Linked DNA regions of Ovis aries: regions 2 and 3 are each linked to region 1. A link is a contact called in public Hi-C data. All regions are on one chromosome and are shown on one strand. The core of a region is the stretch at or near the end of the contact, and the rest is flanking DNA. Distances in the headings are between cores, read along the strand shown.

Region 1 (4,150 bases), core at 721-3,220:
GAAAAAAACCGCAAGTGAAGGCATTCTGTAACATGCACGGTTTCTGTTGTGTGTGTGTTTTTTTCCTTTCTAAGCATGTATATGTGTGTGTGTGTATTTTCAAATGGTAGAAAATATTTTCCAGATACACTGCCCGGGCATTTCCAAGCACGTATTTATGCCAAGTTTATAAAAAGCAGCTGCAGACAGGGTTGACCGAAAGGATTGCTCTGCTGTCTGGCTTCCAGAAGGTGCTTGGGTCCTAGCTCTGCCATCAGGACACATTCTTACCTCCTAAAGCTCTCTCACCTGTGTCCTGCTCCCGAAAGAAGACAAACCTCTTTGGGGGCCCCGTGACCCAGAGGGACGTGGGGCCCCTGCTCTCCTAGGCATTCACAACATGCTTTTGCTTTGCAGGGTCCTATAATGACCTGTGCTTTATCACTTTTAGTCATTTGAAATCCCCACGCAGACACAGAAAGGAAAGGGTTCCGAGGCGCATTTCATAAATATCTGGACGACCTGCTTGGAGGGGCAGAATGGTGGGAGGCCCATCGGCGTCAGTTTCTGAATTGTGCAGAGCAGACTGTGGAACTGCGTGGCTGAGCCTGTGTCAAACTGTCTGCATCTTCTCACGTGGACCTGAGACTCTCCAGTCCCCTCCCCTCGGCCCTCAGTGGGTGAAGCCCCCAGCTGCCCAGTGAGAAGCTCCAGCCTCCCTTGCGCCCTGGAGGGGCCTCTCCCTGGGACACCCTGAGCCACTGTCTGCCTGCACCCACATCCAGACGCTCACTGGCCTGAGGCAGGCCTTATGAGGCAAGGCCTTAATGAGGATGACCATAACCTGCTCCCTCGCTCTCCCGGGGGGTGACTAATTCATTAATCCTGGGAAGGCCCTTTGCAGAGGACAGGCAGGGTATTACTCATGGGACTGAAGGCAGGCACCTGACCCAGTCTGGGCCTGAGTCAGCAGAGAGACCTCCCACCTGCAGGCAGGCTGGGCGAGCTGGCCGGGCTCCCTGCTCAAGGTCAGGGTTGGCCAAGGGGAGGGGTGTGGCCAGCACACCTCCACAGAGTTTGGGAACCGTGTCTCATGGGCGTTTGCATGGTTGAATAAGCCTTCAAATGACTCTGCCAAGAGGCCAGCACACCTTGAGAATATCAGTCAAGACAGGATTTCCTGGTCATTGTTAGGGGAAAATGCTTTTCTCAGAGCGAATTCCTCCCAAGAAATGTTGTTTTCGCCTCCCCTGAGAGGGAAGCGAGCTGAGGCAGCAGCGACGGGCAGTCTGGGGGACCTGAGATAGGTGTGCAAACGTGGGGGACAGCTATGTTTTCTCTCCTCCAGCTCTTGGTCCTCTCAGTCTGCTCCCCACTCACATCTCACAGGAAGAGGAAGTAGCAGCCAGAACTGGGAAGCAAGGGTCAAAACCAGTGCATGAGGGCGAGGGCTGCTCAGGCCTCTACCCACCCTTGACCCAGCGGAGGGGGTTCTGACACAGCGGCAGCTCAGAAGCCAGGAACAGAAAGCTTTTGAGTGGCCAAGTTGACGCCAAGATTCCACTGCCGAGAGCCCGTTTCCTGCACTCGGCACATTCTTCCCCGCCCCTTTCCCCCTTCCAGCCCCTTCTCCCAGTGACCCTGCTCCACGCTGCCTCTGTGCATGCAGCCCTAGTTTCTTTTTCCTTCTAGAACACAAGTCATGCGACCAGAAGGATTGCAGGCACTTCTGCTTTCTCTTTTAGGCCCCCAGGTCCTTATAAGTCTTTCACGGCCCTTGCTGCTTCCCTAGATTGCCTGAAACTCTAGAGGGGCCCCCACCCCCACCACACACAGAATGATAAAGATGCAAAAATAGGATGGACAGAGGGGACCCTGAGGGCAGAAAAGGAGGCAGCTGGGCTACTCCTCTTTGCAGGCACCCAGGGACGGACAGGGCAGACTGGGTTGGGGGCAGAGCAACAGGAACAGGCTACGAAATGATTTTGTTCTGTTCTGTTTGGAAGGAGGTGGGTGGAAATGACAGTTTGGAGAGGATTGGAATGAGGGAAAACGGTTTCAGGGGAGGAAGCCTCTTTTCTCCAGTTCTAACAGTGCCATCCAGTGGCTGAGCGAGCAGGCGCAGGGCAGAGGTGCAGGGCAGAGCCTCTGGACAGCCCCCACGGCCCTGTGGAGAGAGGAGCGGCCGGACTTTCAAAGGGCACCCAGCTGATGGCCGGGGGCCAGCCTCCAGCCGCATAGCCAAACTCTTCCCTAGAATGGTTTGCAAGGACACGGCCAAGAGAGCTCCCCAAGTGCACCCTTAAAAACCCCAGTGGAGGGACTTCCCTGGTGGTCCAGTGGCTAAGACTCTGCAGTCTCGACGCAGGGGTCCCGGCTTCGATCCCTGGTCAGGGAATGAGATCCCACGTACTGCAGCTACAGATTCCCCATGCCACAAGGAAGATCAGAGATCCAGTATGCTGCGATGCAGACAAATAAATAAATAAATAGATAAGATATAAATTGTGTTTCCCGAAGGACAAATAAGATGAGCTTCTTTTTGAAAAATAAAATAACCCAAATGGATAGAGGCGACCAAGCTTACCAGGTTCCTGCTTCGTTTAGCTTCTGCCTACCCACACACAGGCGTTGCCTGGAGGCGTTATCCCATGAGAGACACCAAAGCGTATTTGCAACCGGAAAAGTGGTCAGTGACCAGAGCAAGCCTTTCTGGGCCCTCAGACCCTCGTCTATGTTCAAGGGAGAGCGAGGGCAGAAGGATGCTGAGCGAGACGAGGCAAGGTGAGCACACCTACGGAAACCTAATCAGGCTAAACTTCCAGCTCAGGACACAAATCTCCTGGCATTTCATTTGACTGTAGTTGCTTTCTTTTTTTTCTTTTTTCAACCCTGTAAATCAAAATCAATTTGGCTTAGAACTCCACAAATAGCTTTCTTTCCAAAGAGAGGCATTTTACTAAAATAGGAGACTTTGCCAGCTGTTGTGTGTTTGGTACCTGGAATCAAGGAGCAAGTGGACCTCCATAAGAACGTTCCCCCAGGAGTCCAGGCTCTTGATGCTCTTCACACCCTGACGCTGAGCTGCTGTGAACCTCTGAGGCAGTGACCTCATGTGCTAGCTTCTGTGCTCAGTTTTATCCGGCTCTTGTGACCCCATAGACTAACCCGCCAGGCTCCTCTGTCCATGGGCTTCTCCAGGCATGAATACTGGAGTGGGTTACGATGCCCTCTTCCAGGGGATCTTCCCCACTCAGGGATCGAACCCAGCTCTCCTACATTGCAGGCAGATTCTTTACCGTCTGAACCTGTTCCATAAAACCAGGAGATACAGTGAGATCCACAGTTTTCAAAACTCACTCCTCAGCACTAGCAGAGGGATATCAGTTTGGCGGGACTTTGGTTACCACCTCCTTTACCAGAACAACTCGGCCTTTGTCCATTTTTTTCCATAGTTGGCTGCTAGGCAAGATCTTACAGACAAGCAAAAGTTAGGAGAATTCAGCACCACTAAATCAGCTTTGGGCTTCCCTGGTGGCTCAGACGGTAAAAGTGTCTGCCTGCAATGCAGGGGACCCGGGTTCGATTCCTGGGTCGAGAAGATCCCCTGGAGAAGGAAATGGGAATCCACTCCAGCACTCTGGCCTGGAAAATCCCATGGAAGGAGGAGCCTGATAGGCGACAGTCCATGGGGTCACAAAGAGTCAGACATGACTGAGCGACTGAACTGAACTGAACTGAACTGAAATCAGATTCACAACAAATGCTAAAGGAACTTCTCTAAGCAGGAAACACAAGAGAAGGGGGAAAAAAGAAATACACAAAATAAACCCAAAACAGTTAAGGAAATGGTAATAGGATCCTACATATCGATAATTACCTTAAATGTAAATGGATTAAATGCACAAAAGACAGAATGACTGGGCAGACGAAAACACGCGCATGGATGCCCTTCCACTTACCACATCACTCTGCTTGGCCCCCAAATAGTATGTAATTATTTTATATTGTTAGTTTAATCATGTTTCCATTATGGCTTGCACTTGTAATGATTTTTTATGTTTTGTCTGGCTATCGATTGTGAAAACGTCTTCTACAATTGAAAATAAAAGATCTTATATGAACAAAGGGTTCCACAGTGCCATAGCCAATTTTTTTTAATTTTTCATTT
Region 2 (4,484 bases), core at 1,625-4,124, 280 kb before region 1:
GGCCGGCCCAAATTTTGCTAATGTCAGGGACTAAACAAGGCTTGGCTCTCCTGACAGCTAATCCTGTACTTCTCTGTCTACACCACATGCCCCAGGCCAGCTGGCCCTTTGACCACCACAATTTGCCTTCCTTACAATTTTACTAGGGATACCGTTTTTCATTTTTGTTTCTCTAATGCCTCCATGGTGTTTAAACACTCCTGTGTTATGGTAATAAGAGAATTTCTGTTTGACCCTAGGCCGAATATTCACCATCTCTGGGCCTTCCCTTGGATCTATAGAATAAATATGATACTGCTGACCTGTATGCAATGTGGCTGTATTCTAGTGTATATATAATTGCAGAAAGATTTTTGGAAATGCAAACTCCAGGAATGGTGCTCAAGTAGACGCCTGGTGCTGAGAGTATTTCTTGGAGAAACTGAAAGGGGACTTTTCTGTCTGTGATAGAAGAAACGGAAGATGGTTCTGAGCAAATCTAAGCTCACACAAACTCTGTGTATCTGAGCACCCAGCCTGGAGCCCAGAGTCACCTTTCGGTGGGGGAGGAAGGAATCTGGTAGGGGTCCGAGAATGCAAGCATCCTGTGGAGAGGGCTTGACAACACCCTGACTCTCCTCTACGCAGGGCCCGGAGTGCTGCCCGGTAGGGTCTGTCCCGGCCGCCTGCCCACAGTGCCAGCCAGCAAGGGAACAGCCTCCCTTGTCAGCTGGGCTCCCAGCGTTGCAGATGGAGGGGGAGCTGGCTGCTTTTAATTAGAGGCACTGCCTTCCTGTTTTCCATTGGCGGCCAGTTTCTGAGTTTCCCCGCACCCTCTGCTGCTTCCCAAAAGCAATTTCTTTCTCTCTTTTTTTAAAGAATCCAAACTGTCTGGAATGAGAAAGGAGAAAGCTATCATTATGTGAGCTGCGTGGTGGCTTCTGTTGCCTCTGCAGTCATTTAGAGGTGGTCAAAGGGAGGACTCCACTGTCCAGATGTGGCCTATGGTTCTGCTGTTAATTCTCTCCTCCCCATCCCATGGGCTCTTCTTCTACCACTGAACCCCTGTGGGGAGAATATCGCGGCACCAGGCTCTGATCCTGGTTAGAACTCACTTCCTCACATGAAGCCCAGGTCCATTTAGAACAGAGGGACTTCAGGAGGGCTGTCAGAGTTAGCAAACAAGAGCACAGGGCACCCAGTTTCACGTGAACTTCAGACACACCGCATAACTTTCAGTGTATGTCCTAAGTGTTGCATGTATACTTTTAAGAATATACCATGTAGGACATACTTGCTTACAAAAATGATTCTTTGGTGACCTGAAATTCACATGTAACCTGATGTCCTGTATTTTATCTGGCAAACTCTTTTCTGAGGTCCACAGAGTCCCAGACCACAAACCTGAAAGTCTGCTCTCCCCAGGAGTGGGTTGTGTGGATTTATCCCATCTGGGAGAGGTCAGCAAAGCCAAGGGGAGGAGAGAGATGGCTGTCTTGTGTCACCAGGATGAAAAAGAGACTTCTCAAATCTAAAGGCATCCATGTTATAGGTACTTTGGCTTGTTCAGACAAATCAGCATACAAGGGGGAAATGACGAGATGGTTCCAGGCCACAGGCCCTATGGATGAACCTGATCTGCCCGGAGGCCAGTGGCTTGACCAAAGAAGGAGAAAGAAGGACACAGGCTAATCTGGGGGGATGCAGGCCTTAGGTCAGTAATTCCTAGCCGTTTTGGTCCCTCCATTCCTGCCATGGTCTGCTTTGATGCTACTCATAATGCACCTCATTATGCCTTAGATGGCTGACAGCCTTAATCTTCATTTAGTTCAAGTTTAATTTGATTTGAGAACAGGTTTACACAGAACATGCTCAGACAAAAGAGAAGATTCAGAATCTCTGCACTGGAAACTGGAAAGTTCTAGAAGATTCCAGAAGGACAGGCAGAGCAAGTAAGGCAAAGGCTCAATCCCCCAGGTCCTTCTTTTTCTGGAGGAGATGGCCAAGGGGAGTCTGGAAGGACAGCAGTACTCCCCTTGCAAACAAGGCAGATGGGAGGCAAGCGAGGTCCCCCACACCCCACCCCAGACAACCCTCAGACCTGAGAGCAGATGGAAAAGCTTCTCAGGCAGCAGAATGTGCAGCCTGCTGTTATTCATAAACCGTCATGGAGCTTGAGAGGCGGTCTACCAAGTTTCCCCTTATGTAAATGACAGTTTACAATGCACAGGGCCCACATGTTGCGTAAACCAGGCCTGATATTTTAAACCCTCCCTGTTCGCAGAGGGTGTTGTGCTTTGTTCTCCTCTCCAGTTTCCCACTTCAGGAACTGAGAGCTGCAAAACTGCACGTGGTCAATAGGGAAGTCCATCAGAGCTGTTCTGAGCGGCCATCCTCCCCTCCCCACCCCCACCCCAGCTCTGGTTTCATCTAGGATATCAATTATGGGCTTTTACATAAGACGGCTAATGCATTTTCAAAGCAGGCAGATCCCCCTCCCATGTTTTGACAGTTTGGCTTGAGTTGAAATATAATTAAACTTTTTGAAAACCAGGGCTTTGAAACACAATCCCCTCCCTGTTGACACGCCGGTTGTTTTTTGTTGTGTGCTTCTTTTTTTTTTCCTTAAGAGTTGGGTTTTTACTTGCTGCGGCGCAATGACTTCGCCCTTCACTTTCTGCACTCAAAACAAACACTGGTTTCAGGCATTCAGCTTTTCTAGCGCTGCATAGCTGAGAGTGGAAAAAATAACATCTGAAACAGGACGGGCTTTTGATGTTCCCTCCTTATGACAGACACATTTGAAAACCACCGCAGTGAGTCACTCACATTCTGTGCATACCCTCTCCAAGGAGCAGGAAGTGTAGGTATTTTAAACCCTGAAGCCAGGAGAAGTTTTCAGCTACATCTTGGCCCGCACCCCTCCTGAGAGAAGCTCAGTGGCCCTGCTCAGTGTGGCCCAGGCTCCTGCCAGCCTCTCTTTGTTCTCTTTGCCCTGGTTTTGCTTTTTTCGGCTAGCAGGCCAAGTTGAAAAAGCACAGAGCTAGCGAATTTACAAAATCAACAAAAACTTAAAAAAAAAAAAAATCAGCAACAACAGCAATGGAGGCCAATGGTTGGTAGGGGGCAGGCAGATGGAGCCATGAGATGTCCTCGGGCAGCTCGCTAGGGACCCAGCTCTGTAGCTCTTTGGCCCAACAAGAAATAAAGTCCAGTCCCTGTCAGCTAACTTCTAACCCAAGTCATTAGCTGTGGGGAGCGTCCCCAAGTCCCCTCCTTCACTAGCTCCAAAGGCCAAAAGAACAGAAAGGCGGGGGGTTAGGAATAAAGACAGAATTGGACTGAAATGACTTTCTCTCGCTCATGTGCGTGCTCAGTCGTGTCTGATTCTTTGCAACCTCATGGACCATAGCCCGCCAAGCTCCTCAGTCCACGTAATTTTCTAGGCAAGAATACCGGAGTGGGTTGTCCCTTCCTCCTCAAGGGGATCTTCCCAGTCCTGGGACCGAACCTGCATCCCCTTGGTCTCCTGCTTGGAAGGCAGATTCTTTACCACTAGTGTACCTGGGAAGCTCTGAAAATGACTTTAAGAGGAAAGATTTTTTTTAAAAAAAGGACTTGGTGGAAATAAGCCAGAATTTGCTTTGAAAGAAGTTATAAATCTTAAACTTCCTTGGGACAGGAAACCCAAAGAGGGGTGCGCGGAGCTTCTGAAAGTGGGAGCAGGGTGGTGGTAGGAGGCCTCGGCTTCCTGCATGGGGAGGGAAGACTTCCCAGAACATTGGCCTCTGGTATCACCAGCAGTTGATATGGGAAAGTGGTAGATTCATGCAAGAATCCATTTTGCTCTGATGTTTTTGCTGTTGTAGACAGCTTTCTTTAAGAGGTGGAGTCATTTGGGAAAAGCAATCCCAGCCTTCAGCATTTTTAGAACAAGAACATGGTATGACCCTTGAACAGCTTGGGAACCGTGTAAGCCACAAAAGCACCCCAGCTATGAAGCACTATTTCTATTGTCTCAAATGCCAGCTGCCTCTCCATCCTAACGGAACCTAAGGACTTTCTGGGTGGAAGAAAATCCTGGAGTTGTCACAAACAGCTCCTTAAGAGGTCAGATTGCTCAAAGCATCATGGATTCTTTGAGGGTTTTATTGCGACGTACGGATTCCTCAGAAGGGCAGTGTCCAGGCATAGCACAGACAGGGTGAAGCATCTGGGATCAGTCACAGAGGGAGTCCATAGGACACACGAGGGACAGCATGAGGATTAGTCTCCTACCAGACGGTAAAGAGTTCACCTTCGGTGCAGGAGACCCAGGTTCAATCCCTGGGTCGGGCAGATCCCCTGAAGGAGGGCGTGGCAACCCACTCCAGTATTCTTGCCTGGAGAACTCCACAGACAGAGGAGCCTAGAGGGCTACAGTCCATGGGGTGACAAAGAGTCGGACAAGATTGAGCAACTAACACTGCTATGACAAATGACCGTGAGCTTGGCAGCTTAGACAG
Region 3 (4,146 bases), core at 1,428-3,927, 330 kb before region 1:
TCTTTATCATCTAAGCCACCAGGGAAGCCCGATTGCTTACTGAAATTCACACAAGCACATCTTCTCTGCCCTTCTTGGGGCTGCTCCCAGTTTCTCTGGGCACCGCAGAAACAAAAGGGGGCAAAGTCATGCAATGAATCTCTGCCAAGCTAAATATGCCTAATGGCGCAGCTTTGCATCTGAAGTCAATGGGTGAGAGTCTCATTTCCGAACTCCTGGATCCAAAGTGATGCAGCGTAGGGTAGAATCCTTTTCTGCTGAGGGTTGCCCACTTCTGTGAGGTTTCTGAAAAGTGAATGTCTCATCAGTTGTTTTAAATCTCCCAGCACTGGGAGAGTAGGGGTGCTTGGGGGAGATCTGGGAGCTGAAACCACACAAAATCCCAGTGCAAAGTTGCAAGTCAAAGCCAATCACACTGATCATGGTCTGCTTACACGTGACAGCCCAAACTGCAGTGTTCTAGAGTGAGAGAGAACGATTCCCCGGTCAGGAGGATGAGTGTGACATGCTGGACTGGGCAGGGGGCATATGTCAAGAGGGAAGATGGCTGAGTTGGAATTCAAGGGGAACAAGGAAAGGCAGTTGGAGAGGCCTGGTTCCCTAGAGGACAGCCCTCGATAAATCTACCCAGGGACTGAAGTTTCCCTGTCTGTAATGCCATTGGACCCCAGCTCAGCGCCCACCTCCTTGACAGTCAGCGAGAGAACCCTCACTTCATTTGGGAAGGAAAAGGATGACTTTCTGAAATCCTAGAGCCTCCTATCCCTGTAATGACAGTCACCCAGCTGGAGGACTGTTTTTCTTTACAGAAATGTGATTGGCCCAAATCTAGAGGGTCCATATTCCCCAGGCTTTCTTTGCTGAATCAAATGCAAAGGGCTGAAAAAGGCAAAAGCTACATGTTGGCCTTGAAACAAACAAAGAAGCAAACCCCAAGACATCCTAGTTGGATCTGAACTTGAATTCACCTAGTAGAAGGTGAATTGTTATTTTAGATAGTCCTTGAGACACCACCAACAATCCAGAAATGAATTTGCACTGAGATTCCTCTTAAAAGATTTCATTAAAAGTGAAAAAAAAAACAAACAAACAAAAAAACAAATGGAGAACACCCAAGGAAGCCCACAGACCTGCCGGAAGAGGACAGAGGAGTCCAGCCCCAGCTCCTCGTGCCAATAGATCTGATTCTGCCTATTTAATCATCAAAAGAGGGGGAACCCTCTCCTCTGCAAAAGCCAGCCTGCCCCACCCACAGGTGGGGGAGCCTCCCTGCAGACCTAGGATGCTGGCGAGTGTCTGGTGGTAGGAAGTTGTCTGCACCCTGCCCCTGCGTGGCCATAATGAGCCCGTTTCAATTGAAATGAGATCAATACTACTCATTTTTTTCTTGCTGGCTCCCGAGTGATTCATGAATCTGAAAACTAGTTCATGAATCAGAGTTGGGGGGGGCAGGGCGGGGGCGGGGGAACATTTGTGCAGTCAGCGAACCTCGATTCCTTTCATGAACCCAGACATTAGTTGCATAACGCTTGCCTGCCTGCTGGTTGAAACCAGCCTTTTCGGAAGCAGCTTTTGGCTTCTACTTGTTCACCTATTCTCTTTCTTGAAAGGGAAAGAATGACCCTAGGTGCTGCTTGTGTGTGTGTCTGTCTCTCTCGGGGGGGTATCTCCATACCCTTTGTCTGTGTAGCCCTGTGGGTGTGTGTGCCTGTGGGTGTGCGCATGCAATAGTCTTTGTGTGCACATCGTGTGTTTGTGCGTGTGTGTGTGTGTGAACCAGCAATGTATGACTAGCCGCGGGCCCTTTAAACCTGAATGGCAGCCAAGTTCATTTCTCAGCGGTGCTTCGTAAGGAAGCACGAGATGGGGCAGTTGGAAACCACAGCCCTGCGAGTGCTGATTACAGCCTGCGAAGGAAAATGAGATTTTTATCTCACAGGAATTCAGTTATAAAAATAAAATACAACGTCTGGCTTGATTCAGCGAAATGGACAAGCGCCGGGGCGTGTGTGCATTTCACAGAGATGCCGGACAAGAGGCATGACCTCAAACAGTGCGCTTCGAGCAAGTCAGAGGAGGTTGGGGGGGCGGCTACAGGAAGGAAGTGGGAGTGGAGGTGTGTGTGTGAGAGAGAGATGGAGGGAGAGAGGGGGGTGGGAGGGGAGAGAGAGAAAAACCACCCTGCTGGCAAATGAGTGCAGCAAGGATGATGTCATTGGAAACAGTTGGAGGAGAGGGAAGAAAAACAACTCAGAGCTGGGCTAATCCTGTTTGCTGCCCTGAAGGGAATGGAAGGCAGCCAAGGCAGGGAGTTCTGGGAAAGCATATAAGGGTGCCAAACAGGCTTTGCCGCCAACATTAGGAACTGACAGCTTTGTTCTTTGTGACTTGGCTGCCCGCCAGAGGCCTCATTTCAGCTCTGCAGCATGATTACCCTGGACGGCCGCCAGCCCTGCGCTGAGAGCTCCTTTTCTTCTCCCCGAGCTTTTTTTTTTTTTTTTTTTCCCCTCCTTCCCTTTGCCAAACATGCAGCAGTCACCATGGCAGTCGAAAGTAAAGTTTAAAAAAAAACACAACAAAGTAGGGAGGCACGCCTTCACCCAGATGTGCCAAGAAGCAGAGAGAAAAGGCAGTTAACCTAGTCGTCGGGCCTCTGACTGCAGGAGAGAACACGGAGGCTGACTGTCAAGCCCCGGGGAGGCGACTCCAGGATAAACAGAGAGGACCTGGCCTGGCTGTTGACAGAGAGGGGCTGGCTCCCAGGCCCTGTTTGCCTTCTCTTTCTCTCTCCCTTTTCCTGAGGCATTGTGGAGTGCGTCATGTGAAACGGAAAATGTCATGATTTCCACTGGGAATGTGTCCACGGTTCTGAGAAAGCTCCAGAAACCCCGGTCCACCAGGCACTGAGGGGAGCAGGAAGGCGGGGAGAGGGTGTGGACGGTCACAGTGGCCCCCTAGTCACCGAGGCGAACCCGGGGTGGGCAGGTGGGCAGGTGGCCAGTGGCCACGGCTGAGGGGCTCTGCTGGTGGCTGTGCTGGGCGCCGGGGTGTTGCAGGGGAGGGCACTGGGGGATTTGGTGCATTTGGGACCCCAGCCCCCAGAGTCCCAGAGGGAACCCAAAAGCCACGGCTGATCCTTTGCGCCACTTGGAGGAAACCCACGGTTTTGCTTTACAAGGGGACTCTGTGATGAGTCCAGTGCCGCTATTTTTAACCGGGGTCATTTCCCACCTGCTTGGAAAGTGGAACATCTCCTGGGAGGCGACACATCGTGACCATCGGCAAGTCTCCAGGCAGAGAGCTGCCAGGTTACATACGAGTGGGACTTGGTTGCCAGCCACCACCCCCCGCCCTGCCCAGAGCAGAATCTGACATCCCCACCCCCAGATGCTGGGAAGGGCCTCTTCTGGTTCTAGAAGTTTCTGCCACAAGGAGCAACTTGGCCGTTTCCTGGCTCCTTTATTTGGAAGAAGGCAAGGCCACAGCAGGGGCTGCTCTCACGGGCCTGCGGAGACCTCACTGTGAAACAGCTGATCGTTTCCTTCCGATGCCCGCCCCATCCCAACTCCAGACCCTCTGAAAGAGGCATTCACTTTCAGGAGCACGCGTGACCACCTCCTAGGTCCAGGGATGGAAGCAAAGGTGTCTAGGAGGATACAGCCCAAGGTTGGGTGGGGAGAAGCTCCAGGAGGGTCCCATCATCCTTACTCCTCGCCTCCTGCTTTTACCAAGGCTTGGCTGTCTTTCTCCGGCAGCCACATAAGGCTCCCTGGGAGGTTGGGAGCTTTGTCTTTTGGCGGGAAGTTCCCAAGGTAGGGTGACTCGGGCTTCCTTAGAGGGCACTTACCCTCACCCATCTTTGTGGGCAGAAGTCCCACACCTGGCTGCAACCCTGGCCCCCAGCCCCCACACACCCTGTCACCCCTGAGGAGGACACAGCCACGGGAGAGCTAGAGTGGGGGTTGGCGGGGGGGGGGGTGCTCCTGTCCAAACAGCCCCCATGAGCTCGGGCTTCAAGAAGACAAGCAGACCCCAGGAGCACGGGAGCTGGAGGCCTGCAAGAGACACGTTTTCACTTCCAGTTGGAGACAGAGCAAAGGAAAGCTGATTGGGGGCCAGTTTCTTACAAATTAGAAAAGGAAGGGG

What was found. A called contact is a pair of places that touch in the nucleus more often than the background predicts.
Region 2: a contact with region 1 is called in a Hi-C map of blood, with 2.1 times the contacts expected there. The contact joins two enhancer-like sites. A contact is called at or near these places in 2 of 16 Hi-C or Micro-C datasets (blood and skin fibroblasts).
Region 3: a contact with region 1 is called in a Hi-C map of liver, with 11 times the contacts expected there. The contact joins two enhancer-like sites. A contact is called at or near these places in 8 of 16 Hi-C or Micro-C datasets (hypothalamus, liver, mesenteric adipose tissue and 5 more).

Annotation. Positions count from the first base shown.
Region 1 is chr25:7,217,186-7,221,335 of ARS-UI_Ramb_v3.0, forward strand. No RefSeq gene overlaps it. Among named protein-coding and RNA genes, the nearest start is that of TRNAR-CCU, 2.9 kb to the left of the region's middle. Within about 2 kb of position 1,971, at least 32 of the 54 cell types and tissues checked have an H3K27ac peak or open chromatin away from gene starts, as enhancers often do. A contact at or near this core is called in hypothalamus and liver, where this site is marked.
Region 2 is chr25:6,931,762-6,936,245 of ARS-UI_Ramb_v3.0, forward strand. No RefSeq gene overlaps it. Among named protein-coding and RNA genes, the nearest start is that of IRF2BP2, 150 kb to the left of the region's middle. Within about 2 kb of position 2,875, at least 25 of the 54 cell types and tissues checked have an H3K27ac peak or open chromatin away from gene starts, as enhancers often do.
Region 3 is chr25:6,881,649-6,885,794 of ARS-UI_Ramb_v3.0, forward strand. No RefSeq gene overlaps it. Among named protein-coding and RNA genes, the nearest start is that of IRF2BP2, 98 kb to the left of the region's middle. Within about 2 kb of position 2,678, at least 48 of the 54 cell types and tissues checked have an H3K27ac peak or open chromatin away from gene starts, as enhancers often do. A contact at or near this core is called in hypothalamus and liver, where this site is marked.